Regions from separate parts of the Mus musculus genome. Here region 1 is linked to region 2. A link is a contact called in public Hi-C data. All regions are on one chromosome and are shown on one strand. Each heading gives the region's core, a stretch centred on a gene start, on an enhancer-like site or on the middle of the called end of the contact. The rest is flanking DNA. Distances are from core to core; before and after follow the strand shown. Region 1 has its middle 45 kb from the start of Hif1a. Region 2 overlaps Prkch (protein kinase C, eta).

Region 1 (2,797 bases), core at 171-2,670, 150 kb after region 2:
GATGGACTCTAACCTGCAGGTCAACTAACCCTTGCCCCCAACACATATTGCTTTTGGTCATGGCGTTTTATCACAGCAGTAGAAAGTTAACTAGAGCAGTCAGCATCTGTGATCCTATAGAGATAGGTAGATGTATGCCTTAGTCAATTTATCTTCCCATTCTTGACAAGCATCCACGTGTGCTCCATTTTCCATAGGAGATTTGACTTTGCCTTCATCTTCTCATTAATGATTACACTCATTAGCTTACTTATTAATTGCTTTATACTTGGATAATCTCTACTTAATTAGCGGGAGAAAATGCTGGGTGAGAGGTGAAGACTGAAGTCAGTATCTTTCAAAGCCAAAAACCGAGCACCAGCTTACGTGATGAAGAGAGGGGTGTGAAGGAGGGGTCAAAAGGACAGAAGAGGATGCACCAGAGAGAAATTGGAACAGATGCTTTCCACAAGAAATTGCAGCGCCTCAGATGAGAAAGGAAGTCTTTCTAGTTCTTGGAGGGTCTGCTTGCCCCCTATTGTATTTCATCTATGTTTAAATTCTCCTATATCCTCTCCATCTGTCTTCTTTTCGCTGAAATTCTGAGTCTCTAGTTATTGAATCCAAATATTCCACCGAAGCCTTTAAAGATCCCTGTTAATTATATAGTCTTAGTGTCCCTGCAATCCAGGAGAACTATCAGTAAGAGCCTCACAATCAATAGAGAACGACTTTGGAGGATGGAGACTTACAAGGTACTGTTTGCGCAGGTGTACCAGCTGTGGTTGAATGTTAGGAAGAGGGCCGTGACCTGAGGTCCCTGTCCATAGTTCGCTTAACTATTCCTGGGCTTGAAAAGTTAAAGAACACACTACTCGGCTAAAATATGGCTGGGACACAGAATTGAGAAGCTCTGGCTCTAAATCTGAGGGAGCCAGTGAGAACAAAGAACAAAGGCCACCTAATGTGACCCCATAGAAAGGAAATATGGGGAAATAGGGACTGCCATTATCCAGCCCCCTTACAACATCCTACTGGATTTCCCCTCTGGAAGACTCCTTCTGGACCTTAGTGTGCTGCCAGACCTCTCCATGTTTCCACATGGTTCTGTTTCTCAGGACAGACCCATTAAGAAAAACTGACTGCATTCACAGTGTATTCACAGTGTATCTGAATGCCTTGCAGACTGCAACTTCCTAAGGAAGGAATCCAATCTCTCGTAGCTAAGGTAGGACATACCTATCTCTCTGGAAGGTGAGAGGAGTCCCTGTCTGCAAACACAAGCACACTGAGTTGCCCACATTGCCAGGAGTGCCTCTCCGGCAGAGCAAGGCAGCCTGTTTCCGAAGCCTGAGCCCATCAGCCTCGGAGAAGCCTTTCTGAGACACGAGCAGCAGGGGCCATAATGAGAAGTGGCAGCGAGTGTGAAATCTTGTCACTGGCCAGAGGCAACTGGAAACAAGGCCCAAAATAGCCCAGGCAGAATCCCAGTTTCAGGGCAAGGATGGGAGCTGTGCTTTTCATCAAGAGTTCTCCTCTGTACCATTTAGAGGACTCGTGGACCACACAGTTATTTCTATTCCAACCCCTCGGGAGAAGCCTGTGCCACAGTGCTCTTCTCTGTCACCAGGAAAAAACAGGATATCTCAGTAGTCCTTGGGAAACTACACAGAGTCGTCACAAATAGATGGTAACCTAGGAGGGCTAGGGTCCAGAACAAATCTACATGAGGAGCAGCTAGAGAAAGTTCTGACTCACTCTCAAAACTACCTTTCTTTCTCCTCGTTGGGATGAAAATATTTCCTTTCCACGCCAGCTTCGGGTAAAGCCAACCATCATGTCCTCTATTCTCAGATCCATTCCATGAAATCCAGTATCACAGCCTCCTGGTGGTATTAGTGGCATAGTGACATCATCTGGGAAGAAGTAATACAGCTCTTAAATAAGGTCATCAATTCCAGAATATAAATCCAAATCAATATAACTCGGTGGACTGGCACTGGCTGAAGTACAAGGCACAGAGGACACTAAAATGTGCCTAAAATAACTTGACCTTCAAAGAAATGGATACAGAAAGAATTATAACATAGAGCTGTGCATAAAGTAAGGCTTTGTGTTTTATAAAAAGTAAGGTCATTGCAAAAGAGAATCCATAATCTAATCTTGAGTGGAAGCTAATGAGGCATGAACCTGGCTTCACACAATGAAGAAGAATCCATGGGTCAGCTTAACTTCAGGGAGAGCATTTCAAGAAAAGGGGAATGGGCTGTGTGCAGGCAAAAAATCATCTAAGCAAGTGAGTTGGGTCAGGAAGGAGAAATGAGCTGACACTGCTGGACCATAGCCGTTCCGGGGGAGAAGACAGAGATGAGGCTATACACCCAGCTGTCAGCAACGGATCATCATGTGTTCTGAGAACCTAATGGCATATGCCAGGCTCAAAATAGTCTCTTCTCTGTTTTTCATATTGCTCTGTAATTACATGAAAGTGTTGAAGCTCGGGAAGTCCAATTTCAGTCCCGCCTTTCTCTGCGTAGGAGTTCTTGAGCAGGAGGAATAGACAGGAGCAGTAGCTTCGTGTATTGTCTACCTTCACGTCTGTCCCTCAGGTGGACCCATGGAAACCAAAATGCCGCTAAAGCCTGGAGAGTGGTGTGTGTGTGTGTGTGTGTGTGTGTGTGGTGTGTGTATTATGTGTGTGTGTGTTTCGCAGTTAGTGCTGTCCCCTGATTGCAGGGTGAACAGCTGTTAACAGTGGTTCAAGAGAGGTTTTCTGGGAGTGTAGGAACAAACCACCACAAACTGGTTACTTAAAATG
Region 2 (3,025 bases), core at 98-2,597:
CTCAATTCCTTTCATCCTTTTAATAGCAGCTCCAGCAGGGAAAAGCCACCTTGGGGTGGCTTCAGTTTGCATTTCTCTGATGGTTAGTGGCCATCATTTCTCTTAAATGTATCTATTGGCCACTTATACTTCTTGTTTTGAGAAATATCTATTTAGATCTTTTTCTTTGTTTTAGATTTTGGAGTTATTTATTTTCTTATCATCTGAGTTAAGTTGAAATGACCTGAGCTTTCAGCAAAGGGAAAACACTTAATGTACTAATTGAAGTGGGTGTTCTTCCAGATGTGATGGCTCAGACCTGGAGTCTCAGACAGGCTATGAGAGGTAGAGTCCAGGAGTTCCAGATCCACTAGGTCACTTAAAAAAATTCAAAAGTATTGGATATCAGACATTGTCATCAGCACCTAGCATGCATGACTAATGGCATGTTGTCGCTCCATAAGATAGACTCGGTTATTATCTTTGCTTTGTCTGTAGTTCAGAGAAACATGGAAATAATAAAACACTCCCTCACACCCAGCACTTTTAAGAAACCGTAGAACTAGAAGGTTCCAGGAAAGGATACAGTACTTACAAAGATGAGTGGTTTGTATCCATATCAAGTTCTGGCCAAGACAGCAAAGTGGCTCTCCATTCCCTACAAAGGCACCAGCCAGAAATGATGATAAAAATCTCATCAGGACAGTAGCTGAGTGGCGGAGTTGCTGGGTTGGTACACAGTTTTCAAATGCATGTTTTGTTTTGTTGTTTTAAACAACAGAGCTAGTGAGAATAAGGCATTTTTTAGCCAAGGAACACTTGGTTACAAGGGACCCGTGTCACAAATCTAGCACATGCTGTTGTCCTCGGTGCTTTGAAGCTGACTTTGCTTCCGGGTCCTTTCATCTTCATTGGGGCTGTCAGCCTATTGGCATTTATGGCCTGGAATGGAGGCCCACCGCCTTTCTTCCACAGGCTTCCCGCTTGAGTAAGAAGAGCTTTCAGCTGAGGCCAGGCAGAGAAAACTGAGCTTCAGAGAGGCAGATAGGTGGGGTAAGAGGCCAGCCAGAGGGAGAGGCTGGAGGAGGGAGAAAGGAGCAAAGACAGAAAGCAGCCTCCCAGGAAGGGGTTGGGGGAAGCAGCAAAGTCAATATTGGTCAGATGCCCCAGTCTTTGTTCAGAGACCCAGTTTATCTGAGCAGGCCTTCTGCTTCAAAAATACAGGACATCCTGTGTCCAAAACCTAGAAGAGGGCTGTACCGAGGTCCCTCCTCACTCCTTAGGAATTCAACTCTGTTTACCTCTGCTTCTCTAATGGCTGTAGACCACAGAGGCTCCCAGGGACAGGAAGGACAGGACCGGCCCCTTGCTGTAGGTTTCCTCAGAGCCTGGGCTGCTAGACTTCCTGGGTCAGTCCTGAAGATGGAGCTCGAGACAGGCCAGAGGGATCTGCTGCTCCTAGCTGGCGGAGGAGTAGCAGCAAAGCCCAGCCCCAATTGCAGAAGGCGAGATTGTTCAGAATCTGTGCACACAGGCACAGGACGCTCTCAGCAGACGCTAAGGATGTCAGGGAAGTGACTTGGTAACACAAGGGCAAGAGAGCGTTGCTTCCTCTGTATTTTCCTCTCCATTGTTGTCATATTAGTTATTAGTAAAGCAGAATATGTAGAGGTGAGAAAGGGGTTATTATTCCACCCCCCTTTGGGGCAGGTAATAACAAGGGAACCTTGAGTTAAAGTTTGGGCTCTGGCTTTCCTAGCACTTGGTGTCTTTAAGAAGTTCTTTATTTCCTAGTTTGCCTAGTTAGGCATCTCCAGTCCAAAAAGAAAGAAAGAAAGAGAGAGAGAGAGAGAGAGAGAGAGAGAGAGAGAGAGAGAGAGAGAGAGAGAGAGAGAGAGAGAAGAAAGAAAGAGAAAGAGGAAAGGAAAAGGAAAGGAAAGAAAAGAAAAGAAAAGAAAAGAAAAGAAAAGAAAAGAAAAGAAAAGAAAAGAAGAGAAAAGAAAAGACTGCCTTTCTCCCTAGTGAGTAAAGAGCCTCTAGAAGGAGTCCCTTGTGGGGAGGGAGCTGCATACACAGGGCAGGGGCAGATTAGCCACAGCCCACAGTCCACAATTTACTGAGCCAGTCCCAAGTGCATCCTGAGGTGCTACCATCAGCTGGATTGGGAAGGAGGCACACTCAGCTCCCATCATGCCATCATCTCCCTGTGCTCTGATACTCTGCCATCCTGGTCAAGGAGAAGAGACCCCCCAAGGCTACAGGCTAGGAGAGAAGAGGAGAAGACAAAGGAGATGATGGTCTGTCTGCAGAGGCCTCTGCTAGCATCAGTGTGCCTGGTTGATCATTGTTGGAGTCTGAATGTGTCCGTTCTGCAGGATGGGCAGGTGCAGAAGCTGGAAGTTCACTGAAGTGCACTCTGGATGCTTTACTCGTTCTTGCTGCCCCAGAAAGTGCACACTGCTATCTGATAAATACCTGTTGGGCAAAATGTCTTGCAGTACTCCAAACAATCCCAGAAGGTGAAGATGTTTGCATCCTCCTTGGAACAGTTTGCACAGCTGAGCTCCAGAGAGGTTAAACAATCTATCCTGGATCACACAGCAAGGGGCTACCTGAAAGTATGTGGCTTCTTGCCTGGGTTATGCCGTTCTATGCCATGCCTGTTACACTGTAGCAAGCAATCTCCCCTCTGTGCAGTATATACATCTGAAAAGAAAGGGGTTGTTAGAAAGAATTGTTCTTGTGTACCATATGTGTTTTCTGGCCTTTTCTGAAACACCCAAGGATATTTTCCTCTGCTCTCTCTGGAACTAGGTTTCTTCCTTTCCTTGAGCAATGACTACTTCTCATGCCATGTGGTCTGCTTCTGGGTCATTTGTTCTCGTTTGCCTTTGGCTCAGATGGAAATAGAAAACAAACTAGAACATGGCATTGGTGTTCTCCAGCTCTGTTTGCTTCCAACCTGTCAGCATGCTCCATCTTTCTCTCAGGCTGGTAGCTATGGACATAGGTCCACGGGTGAAATTCAGATGTCTGGACCAAGTTG

What was found. Hi-C and Micro-C count contacts between places; a contact is called where the count stands out from the background.
Region 1: a Hi-C map of cerebellum shows a contact between it and region 2, with 1.9 times the contacts expected there. The contact joins two enhancer-like sites. A contact is called at or near these places in 1 of 15 datasets of contacts at CTCF or cohesin (CD8 T cells), 8 of 484 Hi-C or Micro-C datasets (Sertoli cells, brain, cerebellar granule neurons and 5 more), 4 of 115 datasets of contacts at active chromatin or transcription factors (CD8 T cells, acute myeloid leukemia, embryonic stem cells and 1 more) and 1 of 9 other capture datasets (embryonic stem cells).

Annotation. Positions count from the first base shown.
Region 1 is chr12:73,861,726-73,864,522 of GRCm38.p6, forward strand. No RefSeq gene overlaps it. Among named protein-coding and RNA genes, the nearest start is that of Hif1a, 45 kb to the right of the region's middle. Within about 2 kb of position 1,421, at least 7 of the 459 cell types and tissues checked have an H3K27ac peak or open chromatin away from gene starts, as enhancers often do. A contact at or near this core is called in cerebellum, where this site is marked.
Region 2 is chr12:73,707,689-73,710,713 of GRCm38.p6, forward strand. The region is part of intron 9 of Prkch (protein kinase C, eta); the gene reads left to right. Among named protein-coding and RNA genes, the nearest start is that of Gm34189, 73 kb to the right of the region's middle. Within about 2 kb of position 1,348, at least 63 of the 459 cell types and tissues checked have an H3K27ac peak or open chromatin away from gene starts, as enhancers often do. A contact at or near this core is called in cerebellum, where this site is marked.